2 separate regions of the Mus musculus genome follow, and region 2 is linked to region 1. The links are chromatin contacts, called in public HiChIP or PLAC-seq maps. All regions are on one chromosome and are shown on one strand. The core of a region is the stretch at or near the end of the contact, and the rest is flanking DNA. Distances in the headings are between cores, read along the strand shown. Region 1 has its middle 21 kb from the start of Slfn2. Region 2 overlaps Gm32650 (a long non-coding RNA gene).

Region 1 (6,681 bases), core at 3,880-6,379:
TGCTTTCCACCCTGACAATAATGGACTGAACCTCTGAAACTGTAGGCCAGCCCCAATTAAATGTTTTCTTTATAAAAGTTGCCTTGGTCATGGTGTCTCTTCACAGCATTAAGACCCTAATTAAGATTCATACTAAGTCAACAAGAGAGAAAGGGATTTGAGTGTTAATTATTTTGTGTTTGTTATATTTTAATCTATCTATCTATCTATCTATCTATCTATCTATCTATCTATCTATCTATTATTATTATTATTATTATTATACAACTACATGTGTATACATGTATGTATCTATTATTATATATGTATGCATGCACATATTTATGTACCTACTATTATATATGTATGTGTGTATGAGTACATGTGTGTCTATCTATCTATCTATCTATCTATCTATCTATCTATCTATCTATCTATCTATTTATCAATTAATCAACCTATCTATCTATCCATCTATTCATCTATCTATCTGTGAGCCACAGAACTATCCTACTTCCTCTTTGGGCTTTTCAGCTCATAACTCAGTTTCCTGCTTAGGCAGGCAGCTTTCTAGATAGAATTAGATACCACTTCTTCAGATCTCATTTCCTTCAGTTAGGAGTTGCATGGTTATCAGCAGCCATTTTGACAGGGGTGAGATGGAATCTCAAAGCAGTTTTAATTTTTGTTTCCTGATGGTCAAGCATATTGATAACTTTAAAAGGTATTTATCAGTAATTTATATTTCTCTATCTGAGAAAGCTATGTAGTTTTTTATTAGCTCACTTATTAACTGGATTTGTTGATTTGTTCTTGATGTTTAATTTTGGAAGGCTTTAACTCATCTATTATTAATATAATTAATATAATAATTGTATTAATACTGTATCTGAGGTATAACTGGCAAAGGGTTCCCCTATCATTCAGGGTGTCTCCTCATTCTAGCAATGCTTCCGTTGCTGCACTGAAGGTTATTTCCATGAAGTCTAATTTGTCAGTTTTTGAGAATATTCTTGTGTAACTAGACTCCTTTTCAGAAATCCTTGCCTATGTTCTTTGTATGTATATATGTATGTATGTATGTATGTATATGTACATTTCTCATTGTATTTTCACCAAAGTTTTGTGTCTTAATATTAAAGCTTTGAATAACTTTTGAAATGTTTGTTGTTGTTGTGGTGGTGGTGGTGGTGGTGGTTTTAAACAGGGTGAAAGATACAGATCTTGTATCATTTTCCTGTGAGTGGAAATCCAGCTTTCCTAGTACCACTTATTAAAGAGGTTGTTTCTTTCTTCTTCTCCTTCTCCTTCTCCTTCTCCTTCTCCTTCTCCTTCTCCTTCTCCTTCTCCTTCTCCTTCTCCTTCTCCTTCTCCTCCTCCTCCTCTTCCTCCTCCTCCTCCTCATCTTCCTTTCTCCTTCTCCTTCCTTCCTTCCTTCCTTCCTTCCTTCCTTCCTTCCTTCCTTCCTTCCTTCCTTCCTTCCTTCCTTCCTCCCTCCCTCCCCCCTCCTCCTCTTCCTCCTCCTCCTTATTCTCCTCCTCCATTTTTTTTCTTTTTGGTTTTTGAAGACAAGCTGTTCTGTAACTTGCTCTGTACACCAGGATGGCCTCTGCCTCCTGGCTGAGGCTGTTCTCCTGAATGTACCAATGTATGGGTTTGTTTGTTTGTTTGTTTGTCTGTTATGGCTATGTCAAAGCTTAGGGGGTAACTATGTGGGTTATTTCTGGGACCTCTGTTTTATTCCCCTGGCCTACATGTGTGGGTTTGTGCCAGTACCACACTATTTCTGTTACTGTGACTCTGGAATAAAGCTTGAGGATGAGTATTGTGGTTGTTCCAGCATTGCTTTTTCTGCTTGAAGGTCACGGTCTTAGTTAGGGTTTCACTGCTGTGAACAGACACCATGACCAAGGCAACTCTCATAACATTTAATTGGGGCAGGCTTACAGGTTCAGAGGTTCAGTCCATTATCATCAATGTGGGAATACAGGCAGGCATGGTGCAGGAGAAGCTGAGAGTTCTAAATCTTCATCTGAAGGCCACTAGGAGAAGACTGGCTTCCAGGCAGCTAGGATGAGGGTCTTAGATCTCACACCCACAGTGTCACACTTCCTCCAACAAGGCCTCACCTCCAAATACTACCACTCCCTGGGCCAAGCATATTCAAACCACCACAGTCGCTTAAGCAACTTGAGGCCTAATGTCTTGGGTAAAATGTTACTTTCCTTTCAAGTGCAAAGTCATCCTCTGCCTAATGAACCCAGTTCAGGTCCCTGCCTGAAAATGTGAAAACTGATGTTGATTAGAACCTGGGAAGGTTCACTGAAGTATGAACAGGGAAACTTGGATAATTAGGTTCTCTTATCTTTTAGGTCTTTCTGATGTCCTACAATTTTGTTAGAAGGAGACCTTTTAGTTTCCTGGAGTGGAACCTTCCTTCCATAAAAGTGCTCTATGCAAAGGTGGCAAAGAACCACACCTCCAAGTCTGCTGTAGAAATAGTCCCTCAAGGAGATCCACAATCCTGCGGTATAGAGACTCCATGATAGATAATTAATATTTTACTGCTGTTTATTTAGTCAAAAGACACTCATAATGGGACTAGAATGTGATAGCTCAGAGATTAGAGGCATGGGCTGCTCTTCTAGAGAGCCCAGGTTCAAGTCCCAGTACCCACATGACAGCTTATGACTGCCTGCAACTCCAGTTCCATAGGATTCACTGCCATCCTCTGCCCCCTGAGTGTACCAGGCATGTGTGTGTCCTTTTAAACCAAAGGCATGGCAGAGACTTGAGCATTTTATATCATTTTTTTCCTCAGTTATGATCTTGTGTCACCCCACCATCCCCATGGAACATCTCGATACTTCTAGTATCATAAGCTGCTGTGGAGGGAGTATGGATTGCTTCAGGATCTAAGGGCAAGTCATGAAGGAGAGATTCGTCTACACTCAGCAGTCCCAAGTACCTCTACTAGGTTTTTGTTTTGTTTTGTTTTGTTGGGTTTCTTTTGTTTTTTGTTTTTTTTTTTATTTTTTTTGTTTTTTGTTTTTTGGTTTTTTTTTTCCTTCGAGACAGGGTTTCTCTGTATAGCACTGGCTTTCCTGAACTCACTTTGTAGACCAGGCTGGCCTCCAATTAAGAAATCCACCTGCCTCTGCCTCCCGAGTGCTGGAATTAAAGGCGAGCTCCACCACGCCCGGCACTAGTTTGGTTTTTACCTAATGAAACTGGGGTTCAGTGTCCTTGACTTCATGGATGTCTTCTTTTGCGCTTCACCATCCTAAGCCATGATTCATGTTTGAATCATATATTATTTCTGTGGGAGCTGCTCTTTAGCTAGTGCCTCCCAAACAAGTCTCTGACTACTGGTGATGGTGTAACAGGACAAAGGTTCTTCTATTCTGACTCAGCTGAAACCATCTTGGTTTAAACTGAAACTGACCCCGGCCCCCACCCACACCTTTTCTACCCCTGCCATGGAAAGCCCTGTGTCGGGGGAAAGCCCCCCACCATGTTCTAGAAACTCGAGGTGGAAATGCCCAAGCTGACTGTATATTTTTGACTCTTGTTAGACTGCTTGCTTGCTTTATGCTTTATTTTTCCCTGCAACTGCAACAAGGATGTAGTTTTTCTGTGTTGTCTTTAAAATCTCCCAGTAGTTCCTCCTATGGGGCTGCAAACCCCTTCAGCTCCTTGGCTCCTTTCTCTAGCTCCTTCAATGGGGATTCTATGTTCAGTCTAATGGATGGCTGTGAGCATCCACCTCTGTATTTGTGAGGCAGTGGCAGAGCCTCTCACTAGCCAGTACCCGCAGAGCTCCCAGGGACTAAACCACCAACCAAAGAGCACACATGGTGGGACTCATGGCTCCAGCTGCATATGTACCAGAGATGGCCTACTCAGACATCAGTGGGAGGAGAGGCCCTTTATCTTATGAAGGCTCTATGCCCCAGTGTGGGGGAATGCCAGGGCCAGAAAGCAGGAGTGGGTGGGTTGGTGAGCAGGGGGAGGGGATGGAGGAGGGTATTTTTTCTGAGGGGAAACCAGAAAAAGGCATAACATTTGAAATGTAAATAAAGAAAATATCCAATAAGGAAAAATCTCCCTGTAGGGCTGGAGAGATAGCTCAGAGTTTAAGAGCATAGACTGCTGTCTTAGTCAGGGTTTCTATTCCTGCACAAAACATCATGACCAAGAATCAAGTTGGGGAGGAAAGGGTTTATTCAGCTTACACTTCCATACTGCTGTTCATCACCAAAGGAAGTCAGGACTGGAACTCAAGCAGGTCAAGAAGCAGGAGCTGATGCAGAGGCTTGGATGGAGGGATGTTACTTACTGGCTCCCTTCCCCTGACTTGCTCAGCCTGATTTCTTATAGAACTCAGCACTACCAGCCCAGGGATGGCACCACCCACAAGGGGTTCTCCCACCCTTGATCACTAATTGAGAAAATGCCTTATAGCTGGATCTCATGGAGGCATTTCCTCAAGGGAGGCTTCTTTCTTTGTGATAATTCCAGCTTGTGTCAAGTTGCTACACAAAACCAGCCAATATAGCTGCTCTTCCAGAGGTCCTGAGTTCAGTTCCCAGCAACCACATTGTGCCTCATAACCATCTATACTAGGGCCTGAGGCCCAATTCTGGAATGCAGGTAGACAGGTAGGAAGAATACTATATACATAATAAATAAACTAATAAAAAATTCCCTGAAATGTGCATTTGAGGCTGTTCTGTGAGAAGTGTATCTCTCCAAGCCTAATTTAAACTTTGATCATGCTGAGTGGTCTTTGGGTCTTGACCCCCCAACAACAGCAGTCCAAATATATTGAGAGTCCTTGGTTCAAAAGAATAGCCCTTTATTTCAGTACATAATCTCTTTATTTGTAGACCTGAAGAGTTAGACTCCGGAGATACTCCATTTATGCTTTAAACTTTCTGGCAGCCATGGGATACTGAGTATACCCACAAAAGGCTCAAATAGCCCAACATATGGCAATATATTAGAAAACACCCCAACTCAGGACAGCAGGCTTTGTCTCATGACAAAAAAGGAAGCCATCCTAGAAATAGGGCCACCCCTTGCCCTGGAACTTCCCAAAAATTGTCAGATCACATTTGGCACATGAATGTTACTCATGTCCCTAGCTTAGGGAGGCTGAAATATGTTTGTGTCATTGTAGACGCTGACTCACTCAGTGTTCATTTTTGCCGTTCCCCTTTCAGGAAAAGCAGTGAAGAATATTTTTATGTTTTTACTCAGAGCTTTTGCTGTTTTAGGTCCCTGCAAAATGTTAAAAGCAGGCGATGCTCCTGCATACATTGCCAAGCCTTTTCAACAATTTTGCCAACAGTTTGGCATAACCTATATCCCAGGCATCCCATATAACCCCCAGAATTCATCTTTTAGGAAAGAGCTAAAGGATAACTTAAACTTTATTTAAAAATAAAGGAGAGGGAGAAAGGTAATATGGCTACTTGTCACAATATTTTATCTTCTATTATATATACTTTTTACATTTGGGTAAGGATGGCCTCTCTGCTGTAGAACATTTTTAACCTCTCCAGAGAGAAATTCAGGGTCCTGGTTCATTGGAGAGATGCTATGCCTAGCCAACTGAATCACAGGGTTACAGCAATTCATTGAAGCTATGGCTATCTTTGTGTGTTTCCCTCAGGCTGCTAAAAAGTTGGTGTGGACAACTGAAAGACTAACTAGACCAGTGGAAGTCAGATGAAGAGCTTCTAAGGTGTTTGCAAAGGCTATACCTGAAGAAAAGGATGAGACTGGGGCGAAAGGATTGTGGAGCCATGAAGAACAAGGTCTCTCTATCAACAATGACTCTGAGGAGGAAACTAGTGACTGGGGAGAAAGAATTGATGAAGTCTTAGGTGTGCCTGCTGAGTTGCTGTTTCTTACTATGTGTCTTTGTTAAATGCATCTGTTCCTGATGAAACATACATAACATAGCATAACATAACATAACATAACATAACATAACATAACATAACATAACATAAGCTGTGCTTATATGTCTGGTCTTCTTTTGCTTCATTTGTTAACTGGGAAGAGAATAATATTCCTATTCATGTCAGTGACTCTGAGGTCTTGTTGGTGCCCCCATAGCTAATCTTATTATTCCCCAAGCTAAGATGGTCATATGATAATTTGAGTATGTTCAGACCTTGCACAATGCAATGTAAACCACTTAACATTCAAAGTCAGTTGGATTACCCTCTCCCATTGCTGCAGAAAACATGGCCAAGATATTTACTATGATATTTTTCTGTTTCTAATTGGTCTTCTACACTCTGTTTCATAGTGATGTGTCTGAGAAGTTTTTTTGTTGGTTTTGCTGGGACGCATTATAGCCTTAGTATTGATTTGTTATTCCATGTCTGTTTGAAGATTGTCTTGCATAGCCTAAAATTAAAAACCAAAACCTGGGAATTACAAGGAACCATGGTGTCAGTCTGGCCTAGCTGAACGTGAGAGGCATGTGTTATAGGTTTTTCAGGTTGGAGTCCATGGCTCCTGGGGCACAACTTGCCTTCCTGTTGCTGAGAGACTGATGCACTCCCTCAGGCAGTAAAGCATCCAGGTCACTTTGTTTTTCTCTGCTGTGTTCCTTTAGTAGTCAATGAGGCATGGAAACTTGACAGGACAATTAGTCTTAGAGGCCAGTCTGTGTAGCCTATAATG
Region 2 (6,358 bases), core at 2,631-5,130, 490 kb after region 1:
AGCATACCATATCAGAAACAGACCACACTTGTGTCATTGATAACAATAAGTTAACAAGGTATAGGAGATTTGTTGTAAGGAATTTGCCAGGTAATCCTGATTCCCAGATAACTAGGTAGATATAGGCATACTTACACTTAGTGTGTGACATGTGATCTGAGAGTTAACATTAGTAACTAAGATGGGAACAAAAGAGTTGTGTCCTCTATGTCCATCTATTATCTATCTGTAATATCTATTTATTGTCTGTCTGTCTGTCTGTTTGTCTAGGAGTCAAGGGATCTGATAGGGCTACAAAGAATCTCTGTGGAAATAAAGATTTAAAAAAAGTGTGTGTGTGTGTGTGTGTGTGTGTGTGTGTGTGTGTGCATGTGTGTGTGCATGTGTGTGTGTACATGTGTGTGTACATATGTGTGTGCATGTGTGTGCATGTGTGTACATGTGTGTGTGCATGTGTGTGCATGTGTATGTGCGCATGTGTGTGAATGGTGGGCACAGGAGGATGCCTAACATTCAATCAGTGTGTGAATGGTGGGCACAGGAGGATGCTTAGCATTCAATCAGTCTCCGCCTTATTCTTTGTTGAGGTGCCTAGTCCAGAGTCAAGCTTCAGGGCCACAGGTCAGAGCTGAACGTCACAGTCTAGTCCCAGCATAGGAGCAAAATGTAAAGAACATGGATGCAGTGGAGGGGAATGGGAGGCTGGGTCAAGATAGACAATGGGAAAGCAAACGGATGGCAGGTCCAAGTGGATGGGCCAGCGGGTGGTAGTTCCAGAAGGCGTGCCACAGTGGGAATGGATCTAAGCTCCAACTCCTGGGACAGTCTGCAATTCTCTGGCTGTCAGTCCTGTGACACACACACCATGTGGCCAGATGACAGGCTGGTGGAGGCTGTTACCATCATGATGTTAGCTCTTCTCTTTATGGGGTCCAGGTGAGAGTGCTGATGCATTCAGTAAGTTCTTGGACCTATTTGTTTTTAGATGATTTAAACATACTGATGTGCTCATATGGTCCCAAGTCTGTCCTGTTTGTTTTTCATTTTTTTTAAATACATTTTTGGGATGTCATCCTTTTATACATTTAGACAAAAGTTATTAACCATCTGTGCCTATGGTTGGTGCCAGACAGAGTGCCCACCAAGGTACAGAGTCACCCCATCTCTGTGTTTGCATTCAGAATGTAGTTAAAACTACTTGTGCAATGGAGTCTCCCAGGGAAAGGCACAACTTGTAAAACTGTTGTTTTACACAACACCAAGATAGAATTGGGCACAGTCTGATCTCAAGTGTTACGTATGAGAGGATTTCCTGAGGGGGGATAAGTTCTGAAGGGGTGGGAGTCCCCCCTCCCCCCATGACTAGGACAGTGCATCTCAGCTGGACACTGGAGGCTTTTCCTTCAGAAAATAAGAGCTGGGATGATTCTTCTAAGGAGTACTTCTTGTTTTCATCATGACCATGACATCACCATGACGTTAGTGGATAAATGTATCCACCAACTCATCTCTACAGTCTTGTGCACAAAGGCTATGGAAGACAGAAAGTTTAGGGGGCATCGGGGAAGTTTTCCTATTTTTTTTTTCACTAATTTTTTTCTCTACCCAGGCATAACAGTGGAGTGCTCTTTCTCTGCTGCAGAGGGAGAAAGTGAGGCTCAGAGAGGAGTAACTGGCTCAGAACACATTGCAGATGAATGAAAACACTGGGACCGGAAGCCAACTGTAGTGTGTCTCATTTTGGTTCACTGTCTATTTAGTATAACTGGATAGTAAAGGATAGGGACTCCTTAGAGACGGGGTGGGGGTGGGGGCTCACTCACGCCAAAGGATTGGATGCATCTCCAATTGAGAATTAGTGATAATTTAGTCAGGGGGTAGGGTCTGAAATTGGTTTGTGAGTAAGAGATAAGAATCTAGACAAAACTAGACATTGGAAAGAGCAATGTTTGGTTTTGTTTTCCAGATTTCTTTTTGAGACAGACAGGTTCTTTCTATGTAGCCATGGCTAGACTGAACTTGTTATATGGACCAGGCTGGACTCGATACTCACAGCAATCCTCTTGCCGGTGCTCCTAAATACTGGGATTTACAATTGTGTACTACCACATCCACCTTGTCCATTTACAAATGTATACTAGCACACCCACTTGGGAGGCTAAGGCAGGAGGATTCTGAGTCTGAGCCTTTGAGGAGGTTGGGTCAAGCTTAGAGAGGTGAAGTACATAGCTTATGGCCGTGACTTGCAGTGGTAGACCTCACTGAATGAGTGACCACTTTCCACCACCCTTCATTGTTTCTACAGAAATCCAGCAACTCTTGTGAAGGCTCTGGGATGGAGTAGCAGAAGGCAGACAGACTACACACAAGTAAATATATACTCCTTAATTGTGAACCACCTTTTACTGGCCTTGTCTTTTGTCTTTTCTGTTGCTCATACTGAAACCCAGTTGACCTTAAATTTACTTCCTCATTCTCTGTGGTGTTGACATTACAGCATTGTCTCTTAACTCTGTGAGCATAGTATCTTTTACAAATTTATTTACTTATTTTCATTTGTGTGTGTGTGTGTGTGTGTGTTCCTGCTTGTCAGTAAGTGTCCCATGTGTGTTCAGTGCCCTTGGAGTCTGGAAGAGGGTGTTGGATCTCCTAGAAATGGAGTTACAGTCAGGTGTAAGCTGACCAGTGTAGGTGCTGGGAATCAAACCTGGGCCCCCTGGAAGAGCAGCCAGTGCTCCTAACCACTGAGCCATCTCTCCAGCCCTGAGCACACATGACAAGCATGTCTGCTCAGTTCTCTAAAAACTAGTAAAAAAAACGTCACCGCTTTCATCGTATCCTCAGTGGCCAGATTAACCAGCTCAGAATCTGTGCAGTTTCTCAGTAGCTTATCCTGTTTGTCTTTTGGATTCTTCCCTGCTTTTCAGCCTATGTTTTAGATAGGATAGATACGAAATCAACAGTGAGTTAGTGTTAATCATTTCCTATGTCATATTGACTAGGTACCTGGGCTCCCTGGAGTTGAAAAGCTGGATCTATTATTTATTTTCTATTTATATTTTTAAAACAAAACAGTGTATATTTATGGTGTATGGCAAAACTCTGACATATTTACAACAGACAGATGAACACATGCGTCTCTACACATAGCCTCTACTTTATATTTATGTGGTATGAGCACCTGAAATCTCTCAGCAAATTTCCGGTGCCCGCACGGTGTGACTAATCGCAGTCCCCATGCTATGTTTTAGATCTGCAGACTTGTTTGTTCACCCTGATTGCAGCCTTGTGTACCCTCTGACCACCATCTCTCCATGCCCTCACCTCTCTGCCGCTCACAATGGCAGATCTACCCCTTGCTTCTTAAGACCGAGTGCATCCGTGAAGTCATGAAGCATCCTTTCCCCCACTCTGCTCTCTTGCTGATTAGCGACTTCAGGCAACTTGCTGATTTCCTTTGGTCCTAAGTCACTTCCTCTGTAGATTGAGAAGCTGCACAGACTCTGAGTGAGTTAATCTAGCTATTGAAGAGATGATGAAGCTGTGAAATCTTCTGACTAGTTTTCAGAGAGCTGGACAGTACACTTGTCGTTGTTGTATAGGGAGTTCACAAACCTGGCAGCTTTGGTGCGCTTCTGAGTCCTCGCCAGCTCTCATTAATCCCAACACCTGTGCTGCGTGCTCACCTAAACCTCTCGGATAGGCTCACATCCTTCCAGACACATGCTACCCTGTCCTGTCCTGGCTTAGGCTTTGTTTTCTTTTCTTTCTCTTTTTGACTCTTTTCCCAAGCTGAGCTGGCTCTCAGCCCAGTCAATGTGACGTTATGAAGCCGGCTGCAGCCAAAGAAACCGAAACCCCATTTCACATGGATTCCAGTGCTTTAGTCAGTCGTGGGGTTTCCCCATGACTGTGTGGGTCAGGTTTCTCTCCTGGCCACTCCTATCATAGTGTCCGAAGTAGGGAAAATCCATAGTCTCTAGGCATCTGGGCTCCCAGCAGAAGCCAAAAGGAAAGTCATTTCCTGCACGGCTTTAACTTTCTCCATATGCAAACTGGAATCTGCTTCTTGATTGGATCACCTTCTGCTTCCTTACCTCTGGGACAGCAAGTAGCTGGTGGCTCAAGCCATCTGCTTGCAGAGGGCCCTACTGACAAGGTGACAGCATCACAGTCATCACCCATGTCTCTAGTTGCCTGCCCTCATAATAGCTCCAACCACATTCAGACCAGAGGCTTGCACCCGGGCCTCCACTAGCTCTTCTCACCTTCACCACACAGGACAGCTCGGCACACCCACTTGCTCTCTGAAGCTGGAGACCACATGCGGTGTGTTTGTGATGGGAACTGTGCTTGGGTCACAGGGGAGCCCCCACAAGGTGGTGCGAGTGTGAGGCCTGGGGGAAGCACGTGATCAGTGTTTGTTGACAGATAATTTTAGGCCCCCTCTTCTATGAGAGGAATGCATTTTTATTTTCTTCTTCATATTGGTTTGAGGATTCCTTTTTGTCTTTATTTATTTATTTTTTGTTTGCTTGTTTGTTTCTTGTTTCATATCCCTCATGAAATTCCTTATCCTTTATTCTCTAGGAAAGCTTATTGCCAGAGCATGACCCCTCAGTTCTGCAGTCTTCCCCCCCCCCCCAGAAGGAAGTCTGATGGGGCAAGGAAGACTTGCATTTGAAATCAGTCAGCACTTGCGGTCTCTGTGCCTTTGGACAGATGGTTAAATCGACTCCTCGGTTTCTCTCATGGAAATTGGGCTGAGAACACCCAGTTCTAGGATACCCAGGATGATCAAGTGGAGGCAATCAGAAAATGGCCTATTTCTGGCTCTACGTAGAAACTTAGAAACCTGCCCCCCCCAAATGTCCAGGCTCCAGCGTTTACTTCCTTACTGTTCTCTCTTTCCCAATAAAGAATTCACTTTTGAAGGCACAGAGTGAGAAGTGACAACTTGGACAGTGATATCCCATCAGCCCTCAGTGTCAGCCTAGACCCTTGAGAAATCATTCTACCTAGGGGGGAAAAAAAACAAAACAGTTTTGAGTCAAACTAGCCCTGAATACTCTGCCAACCACTGCTCTTCTTCCTTCCTGGCATATCCCTTTTAGACGATTTTGACAGACAGGTATATAAAGGAAGTGATAAAAGTCTCTGCATTCCGTCCCTCTTTTGATCTGGCCCCAAAGTCCCTTGGCTCCTTACTACTTCCTTCCAGAGGTGGAGGTCTTCGAACCCCTGTTTTCTATGCTGCCTCCGCTTCCTCCACTGCCCACCCCTCAGCCCCTCAGCCCCAGAGCCTTCTACCCTCAGAACCTCCCTAGGTCTGTAGTGTTAGGAATGCCAGAGTGGGTAGGGAGTCCCCCTGGGGAATTTTGTTAGGTTGGCGTTTGGAAATTCTGTACTTTAATCATTCCTCATAAAGTCAGCTTTTGGATGTGAAGAGAGCAAGGGACCCGGATGTAGTGGGCATAGATTCTATCCAGTAGGCTGCTAAACCTAGCTGTGAGGTTCTGTCAAACCTCTTGTGAGTCGCAGTTTCTTCAACAAGGAAGTAGGGGTATAACAGCACTGCCTTGAAGCCCCGTCCTTCTCATTTCAAAGATAAACTATTTGGTGATTTTTAGTCCATAGAAGGGATTTGGAACAGGAAGCTCACTTCCCCTAAACTCAGCCCACAGCACTTCTCCTGTGGGTGAGGCTGAAAGGGTCTTTTTTCCCTTTCATCTTTCAGGGGCCCAGAACTCACTCTACCACTTCCTTAGGCAATTCTGTGTTTCTTCACTTACCCACTGTTCCACGCAGTCACTCAGCTCTTCCCAGCCACCGCCTATCCATCCCTCAGCTACCCATCTCTACATCTCCTGCTGTTAACATGTGCTGTTCATAAATGGGTAAAGCACATTTGTTGACTCAGTATATGATGTGTTGGGGGTGGTGTGCAGTGGTTCACAGAAAGGTCAGAACACAGGAGAAGCTGGCTTAGCGCAGGGGCAGGTGTCAGAGTGCCATCGTTTAACTGGACACACTCTGTTGTTATAACACTAAGGATTCCCAAGCTTAGGGTATGATCTATTAGTTTGGCCATTTGCTTGCTATAAGAAGGCATCTGATATGTAAGACCACTGAGAACAAATGTCCCGGGAGGAGGGATGATTCTAGGAAAGGGTGTCAGGGTGACAAGGTGACACTGAGACCACAGCATGGGTGCTGTGCAGAAAACTAAAACAGATAAACTAACCAATGCCACACCCACTCACCACCTTGTAGCCATTCACTCACATCCGTCTCTTCATCTGTTTCCTCTGGCAAACACTATGCCTTCATTGAATATCCATCATGTTCTAAAAAACAA

What was found. HiChIP or PLAC-seq counts read pairs in DNA pulled down with a chosen protein or histone mark.
Region 2: a contact with region 1 is called in an H3K27ac HiChIP or PLAC-seq map of bone marrow-derived dendritic cells, with 4 times the contacts expected there. The contact joins two enhancer-like sites. A contact is called at or near these places in 3 of 115 datasets of contacts at active chromatin or transcription factors (bone marrow-derived dendritic cells, bone marrow-derived macrophages and memory CD8 T cells).

Annotation. Positions count from the first base shown.
Region 1 is chr11:83,040,687-83,047,367 of GRCm38.p6, forward strand. No RefSeq gene overlaps it. Among named protein-coding and RNA genes, the nearest start is that of Slfn2, 21 kb to the right of the region's middle. Within about 2 kb of position 5,130, at least 38 of the 459 cell types and tissues checked have an H3K27ac peak or open chromatin away from gene starts, as enhancers often do. A contact at or near this core is called in bone marrow-derived dendritic cells and bone marrow-derived macrophages, where this site is marked.
Region 2 is chr11:83,530,956-83,537,313 of GRCm38.p6, forward strand. It overlaps Gm32650 (a long non-coding RNA gene), which reads left to right. Exons shown (of 4, transcript XR_880077.3): 3 at 1,610-2,369. Among named protein-coding and RNA genes, the nearest start is that of Ccl5, 3.6 kb to the left of the region's middle. Within about 2 kb of position 3,881, at least 175 of the 459 cell types and tissues checked have an H3K27ac peak or open chromatin away from gene starts, as enhancers often do. A contact at or near this core is called in bone marrow-derived dendritic cells and bone marrow-derived macrophages, where this site is marked.